Linked DNA regions of Mus musculus: region 2 is linked to region 1. The links are chromatin contacts, called in public HiChIP or PLAC-seq maps. All regions are on one chromosome and are shown on one strand. The core of a region is the stretch at or near the end of the contact, and the rest is flanking DNA. Distances in the headings are between cores, read along the strand shown.

Region 1 (3,705 bases), core at 489-2,988:
TAGATGTAAGCTCTAGGGCAGAACTCTACGTGGGTTAAAGATAACTGTACCAGGGCAGCGTTTGTTCTTGATTCTTATTTACTCTTTTTATGGGTATTTATTTAATGTATATGAGGGTTCTGCTTGCATAAATGCCTGCAGGCCAGAAGAGGATGTCAGATCCCATTATACATGGTTGTGAGCCTTCATGTGGTTGCTGGGAATCAAACTCAGGACCTCTGGAAGAGCAGGCCAGGGCTTTTAACCCTGAGGTTACTTGTTCTTAGGCTCTGAAAAACCAAATCCATGTGTTTTGATTGGAGAAGACTTAGGAGTTTTCATTCACTGAACACTCGATGGTCAGAGAAGGGATCACGTTTGTGGATTCTCCTGACCCGAAGGCAGGTCGGGCCTAGCGTCAGGAGCCCTAGGACTCCTGTGCTTGGTCAGGTGAGTACGGTGTTCTGTGTAAAGGCATGATAAACTCGCTGGCAAGCTGGTAGACAGGGTTTGGGAATCAAGGTGTACACCAGGAGTTCTAGGCCTGTCAAGGAGTGCTCAGTGGGTGGTGGGTGGCACTTTCTATAGAACGGAGCGACCAAGTGATGAGGGAGCCAGCTACAGGAACAGAGGCAGGCAGGTGAGTGGAAGGCAGAGGCAGGAAGGCTCAGGTGTAAACAAAACAAAAACCAGGACCCAGAGGCCATGGGGATTTCATCTCGGCAGATGTGCTAGGACAACATGGCTGGCTGAGGGGGGGGGTATCTGTGCAAAGGAAAACAGATGTAGGAAATCCTACTGCTAGGAGATGGCTCAGTGTGGAGACTGCTTCTACCCAGGCCTGAGTTTGATCTCCAGCACCCACATGGTGGAAGGAGAGACCCAGTCCCCACAATTTGTCCCTTGACTTCCACATGTGTCTGTACTTATACACACACACACATACACACACATGCACACACACATGCACGCACACACGCGTGCACACACACACATGCACTCATTCACACACATGCACTTACACATGCACATGTGCACACACACACACACATGCAGGGGTGAGGTGGGGTGGGGGATGGCAAGTGTACACATGCAAAAATAAACCAATAAATCATTTTTTTTAAAGTTGAAGTAAGAAAGAAGCCACATCATACCATTAAATCTCTGCTAGGATTTCCTAAGTGGACCAAACAAAAGCTACATATTAAGTACTTTTTCAGTTTGTTTGTTTGCTGCTGGGGCTGGCTCCAAGGGCCTTGTGCAAGCTGGTTGTTCTAACACAAAGCTGCATTCCCCAGCCCACATGGCATCTTTAGCCATCCTACCCAAACCACCCTTTTCTAATCGGCTGGATCTGGTTTAAAGCGTCTGTGAAGAAGCATAGCTCTCACTCAAAGGGGATGAGAGAGAGTTTATTCTGGAGCCTACAGGGATGGCCACGGCTTGGGAACAGAGTTCTCTGTTTTGTTTTTGTTTGTTTGTTTTACATACATAATGTTCGGATAGAGTAACTGTTCCCGGAAGCTTTATAGTACCAGAACAAAGGGAATCATTAATCAAGACCCTTTTCATACACGCGGGCAGGCAGGTCCCAGAAGGACAAAGGCACAGCAGACATGGGCCTCAGACAGCAGCTGATGGACTCTCAGCCTTGTGCTTGGTGGAAGACAGACTTACCTAAGGGCCCCAGAGCTGCTGGGACGCATACAGAAGGGCAAGCAAAGGCTGTTAAAGAGGCTAATGATTGGCCCAAAGTAATTTGGCTCAGGACCTGGAACATTCCAGTCTCTCCGGCGCAGCTGCTGAGGTCCTTGCTGTGGGCAAGCAGGTTCATCTCCTTTCCAGGAACTTTCATCCACAAAAAACAGTTGGATTTTTGTTTTTCCTTCTTTTTAAAAATGTCATTCTTCTTACCCCAACCAGCTACACATTTCATCTGCTGGTTGGTTCCCTTAAAACTGTCTGTTCCTTCGTGTTCCAGCCTTCAATCCAACTGAACCCCAAGTCAGGCACAGCTCTGGCTCCACACATGTGACGTCATCAAGGCATCTGGTGCTGCTCCAGCCTGCGGTTTGCACCTGTGCCAGGAGGGGTGGGGCTGCTGTTCTTGCCTGCCTCTCTCTCTCTCTCTCTCTCTCTCTCTCTCTCCCTCTCTCTCTCTCTCTCTCTCTCTGTAGAAGGAGGGAAGATTCTGCAAAGATGCCTCCCTGTTTAGCCACTTCCTGCCACTGTGACCCTAGACACCATCCTGAACTTCAGTGCTGTGTTGGCACTGGAGCATACAAAGAAAAAAAGGAAGCAAAAACCTCAAGTGCGTTGTTGAGAAGGAACAGGCAGCAGACTTGAAAGCAAAGTCTTGAGAAGTGTCCTCCACTTCCTGGATCGATCCTGAGAGGCTTCAGTGACTCTTGGGAGGATTAAGCCAAAGGGTTTCAGGGAAACTTCTGGGCTTTTGTTCCCCTCAGTGGAAACCCTTGAGAAGTTAAACACACAAACACTTGGAGCGGGGGCCAGAGCTGCGACTGATCTGTCTGGGCTCAGAGGCAGTGGTCTTTAGAGCACAGACTGCCAGACACTTTTTAAAGCATTTCCTTTAATCGTTCCGAGCACCGAAACTGTTCAAAACAAACAAATACTAAAAACAAAGCAAAACAAACAAACACCCTACTCTGTAAAGTTTCTTTAGAGCTGTCCCAGCCTTAAGGAGGAGACACAAGTCTGGGGCTGCCACGCGCCACCCACTTTCTGTCTCCTGAAAGAGGTCAAAGGGACATCACTAACCCTATCTGCAGCTGAGAAAACTGTGACTCAGGGTGGCAGAGCGTCTTTTCCAGAATCGCAGTGACACAGGGAAGAATCAGGATGCTCAACCCTGTGGCAACCTGGGAGGTAGGAGCAAAGGACAGACGCCCGGGAGCAATGGCTCTTACCTCCAGCCCCCAAGCTCAGACTCTTGCCAAGGCAGCTGGATGGCAGGAGCAAGAGCATGCAGAAGCAGCGTCATGGAAGACCAGCAAGGGAAGATGGCGGTCTTCTAAGTACCTCTAAGGTGTGTGAAATTAGGCACTGGATTTGACCAGAAACATAGACACTTTCCCTTTCATCTGTCCAGGCACTCATTAATGTAACTACACCCCACCTTCCTGCTTGGGAGTTACCACCAACTCCACTGTCAGGTCGCAGATCACTCAGGGAGCTACATCCACTCTTGACTCAGGAATTGGCCACCTGACCTACAGCTGGTGAAGCTCAGCAAAGCAATTAACTCAGGAATAGGCAGGGGGACCACACCAGAGCCAGTAGAACTGCCCTCAGTTGCACAAAGAGGCTTAGTTTCTGCTGGCTGTGGACCTGGCGTGGTATAACCTGTCTCACAACAGCTTTGGTAGAACAGAGAGGTATAAGCTGGACCCTGATAAAGTTCCCTTGAAACCATAAGCACAGGCTGGGGAGATGGCTCAGCCAGTGAATTGCCTGCCTTGCAAGCATGGGGATTTGAGTTCCAATCCCTAGAACTCAGGTGAAAGGCTCAGCAGTGAGGGGTTCTTATGTAACCCCAGCGCCAGGGGAAAGAGTTCGATTCTTGAAGCTCATTAGTCAGTCAGCTAGACTAGCCCAGTCATTGACCTGCAGATCCACAAGAGACTGTGTCTCAAAAGGTAACACTGGAGAACTGTGGAGAAGAGACAGGCAGAGCTGGATTCTACATGCACGTGCACATATGTG
Region 2 (3,512 bases), core at 211-2,710, 160 kb before region 1:
TTCTTCTCCATTCACTTATAGTCCTTACTAAGTAGTAAGCAAGAATGTAGCTTATCTTAAGTTGACCTCCAGCTTTTATCTTAAGGACAGACTTCTATCCGTACTGGGGGATTTTCTAGGGAAGACAGATCGTGGAAAGAGAACCTTTATCCTCTGGATTCTTTGGACTGTGGTGCTCGGGTCTCACAGCTGTCTAAGCAACTGTGCATGGTGAAAGACAATGTCATGAGTTTAGCTGTTGGCAATTGGGGTCAGTTGCACATGGGCTGTGTGTATCCTGAGTCTTTGAGAAGCCATTTGTTGGAAGGCTTTGAATGTGGCTGGCGTGGTATTAACCAAGAGAGCAGGAGGAGGAGAGGCACAGTGTACATGGCTCCCTGGGGCTTAGTCTCCCTCTCCATACTGTCAGAATGTTCCTGCAGCGCACCCATGGAGAGATGCATGTATGCTTAGGAATGTATCATTTAGTGGGCAATCTAGCTATTGGGAATATTACCATTGAATGTTTGTTTGAAAGTTCAGGTTCTCTGTGTCCAGGCAACACCAGTGTCTAAAGATCCAGCTTGCTCTCCTAATGGAACACACGCTGGATCCAGTTTTTTTTCCTAGAAGAGAGGCTCACACACCACAGTAACAAGACGTTCTTTTTATTTCCTAGTTTATCAAAAGATGCTGATTATGAAATCAGGCATGTGGAGAGTCTAGATCTAACTGGTTTTTAAATAGAGAGTGAGAGGAGGTCGCTAGAAGGTTAACTGGTCTTAAGTAAATTCAATATTGGCATACAGTGGAAAAGCAAACAGCTTTGCCTTGCTGTCTCGAGTCAGTGGAGGTCCTTTGACTTCTCTTCATGAGCTTAGTTAGAGCTCTGAGGAAAGATGGCAGACCTCTTCTTTCTTCTTCTTCCTTCCCCAAAGTTGTTGAAAAGTTAGTTTTAAGTGGGATCAAAGGGCAGTTTAAGCAGAATGTTTTATAAAAAGGTGAAGACAGATGCATTTTAAAAACTCCAGAAAGAAGGAAAGGGGAAAGAAAGAGACCCCGCCTCTGCCTGCCTCAGAAAGCTGTGGAACTGGGGAACCGGCAGTGCTCCCGAGTTTTAGAAGTCAAATTAAAACAAACAAACAAACAAACCAAATAACTTGTCAAGTCTCTGGGTGACCCCCCTGCCAGTGGTGATAGGCTTGTCTCAGGGCAAACCGTCTGCCCCAGTCCACTCTCTAGACTTGCCTTGGCCTCTCCTTGATTTTCCTGCTTTGGGTTTCAGGTGCACTGTTTCTTCTATCTTACAGCTTTCTGAACTCAAAAGCCATAGATTTGGAATCCTCACTCGGTGGCAGTGGTGGCCCTGGTCGTCTTCATCTCGAGAGTCTCATGAACCTGTGGGTCTGGTTGTCTCAGCTGACTGACCTGGGAATGGCTAGAACGGAACAGCCAAGCACGGGCGTGTCTGCTGTCCTCACGGCAGCCCTGTTGCATCTGGAAGGGCTCTAGCTCTCTCCAAACATGACTGCTGCCAGCCCAGTGCTGTGGGATTGTCTATAGCCAAGTTTTGTAGAGCCAGTGGCATCTGGTTTTGTTGTTGTTTTGGTTTTTTTGTTTTGTTTTAATGTCCTAATAAAACCTTAAAAGCATGCACATCAGCCTATGTATCAGGGAATGTGTAATTTGTCACAGTCACTTATAATCTAAGGTGTTTTCATAGAGAGTCTCCGGACGGACAGCACTGCCGGCAAAGAGAACAGCTTGTTGCTCTGATATGTGAAGCTATTCAAGGGCAGATATCTTTTTCTGGGCCACACCCCTGCCTCCTCCTCTCCCCTAAGTAGCTGGGGTTTGCAAACCCTTGTCTAGTTACAAGCTGGTGAGTCCAAAACCATAGCCTCTCTGCTGCGTCCATGAGTATGATCACAGTGTTTTTAGGTAGAGCTGTGAAATGTACATTGATTTTTCAGGAATACTGGAAATGTTTCTAAAGGAGGGAGAGTGCAAAGAGATTTCTTGTAACACTCACCTCTCGTTCTTGAACTTGAGCTAAATTTAAACAGTCACGCTAAAAACATTGATGCCTATCATGTTGTATTAATTTTCTAAGCGCGTCCATTGTTTTGCATGAAATACAACCTGAGGTTTTGTTTTATAAGGGCCTAATGAAAACCAGTAGGTTCCAAAGGACCCCCCCCCCCCAATTGAAGCTATTTAAGGAAGTTTTTATAGTCCTGTAATTTTTACTGTTTTCTCTTTCTCACCGAAGTGTATTTTTCTGGAGGGAAGGCAGTTCATTGACAAGGCCTAGTGCTGGAGACCTTGCCTGAGGGCCTTCCCTCTCCTTCCCAGCATGCCTCTCTGCATGGGGGTGAGTGGCCTTCCAGTGGCTTGCTGCTTACTGGCTTACCTTCTCAACCCCACCCCACACTCCTGACCTCCTGCCGTGTGCCAAGGTTATAGCCATGTCCTGCTGTGCTTGGCTTTTGTTCACAGTGTTAGGGATAGGACATGGCGTTGCCTCTTGCCCTGTTATATTGTTAGGGACAAGCATCATAATTTTGCTAGGCATTGACTTTGCATTAAGAGGGGACAAATGCTTGAAGATCCATGTAAGGTATCTTTGTGCTGTTAGTCCCGGTTCCTCTCCCAGGTCTGGCTGCTCCCTTCTCTCTGTTTAAGCCTGCCATCCTGTCCTTGGTTTTCTTTCCTAAGGTCTTCCTTTACTTGGAAGAATGCCTCCCAAGCTTAGGATGTGTTTTCTTGAGTTGGTGGCTTAGTCCCTGGGAGCTCTGGGGGTACTGGGTAGTTCATATTGTTGTTCCTCCTATGGGGCTGCAAACCCCTTCAGATCCTTGGGTGCTTTCTCTAGCTCCTTTATTGGGGACCCTGTTGGACTGGCTATGTCTTAAAACCGTTTTTAAAAACAGTCTTAAGAAACTGTGTGACCACAAGCACGTTTTGTATATGATTTGCCTATGATTCCAGGGGCTGCAGACTCTGTATCATTCATGGACTCCTTGTTAAGTATATAAAGTTTAGAAGAAAAATAGTCAAAGCAAAACTAGGAATGTGGTCTCCTGAGCTATAACAGAAAATGTCCAGGTTACTTGATAGGTTGGGGGTTGATGAATGAACCCCCATCAAGTGTATTTGTTAGCAGGGAAGAAAACAGTATTTGCAGAGCAGATTGGAGGGGTGAAGTAAGGAGAGGAAGTTAGAGGTGAGTGCCAAGAGGACAGGAAGACCAACAGATGTCTTTCTGTAGGTGCAGTGATGGGCATTTCGAGGGACTCTCTAAGAATATTAGTCCAATTACCGATTTTATTTAAAAAGTGATCTGTGTTATGAATGAGTATGGAAAATAACTCTTAAGTCATGCCACAGGAGCTTTGAGGTGATTGGCAGCTGGGATGGAAGCCGGGCCAAGTCCTGCAGCAAAGAAATTGGTTTTGTAAAATTTAATGTAGCATATTCCCAACAGGTTGAAAGGATTTGGGGTTGGGGTGGGGCAGAAAACTAGCAGAAAT

The links. HiChIP or PLAC-seq counts read pairs in DNA pulled down with a chosen protein or histone mark.
Region 2: a contact with region 1 is called in an H3K27ac HiChIP or PLAC-seq map of heart atrium, with 12 read pairs. The contact joins two enhancer-like sites. A contact is called at or near these places in 2 of 484 Hi-C or Micro-C datasets (bone marrow-derived macrophages and liver) and 6 of 115 datasets of contacts at active chromatin or transcription factors (astrocytes, embryonic stem cells, extraembryonic endoderm stem cells and 3 more).

What each region holds. Positions count from the first base shown.
Region 1 is chr10:42,087,879-42,091,583 of GRCm38.p6, reverse strand. No RefSeq gene overlaps it. Among named protein-coding and RNA genes, the nearest start is that of Gm40630, 7.8 kb to the right of the region's middle. Within about 2 kb of position 1,738, at least 187 of the 459 cell types and tissues checked have an H3K27ac peak or open chromatin away from gene starts, as enhancers often do. A contact at or near this core is called in heart atrium and liver, where this site is marked.
Region 2 is chr10:42,245,564-42,249,075 of GRCm38.p6, reverse strand. The region is part of intron 2 of Foxo3 (forkhead box O3); the gene reads left to right. Gm38485 (a long non-coding RNA gene) reads left to right here. Exons shown (of 2, transcript XR_380269.1): 2 at 1,290-1,640. Among named protein-coding and RNA genes, the nearest start is that of Gm38485, 27 kb to the left of the region's middle. Within about 2 kb of position 1,460, at least 46 of the 459 cell types and tissues checked have an H3K27ac peak or open chromatin away from gene starts, as enhancers often do. A contact at or near this core is called in heart atrium and liver, where this site is marked.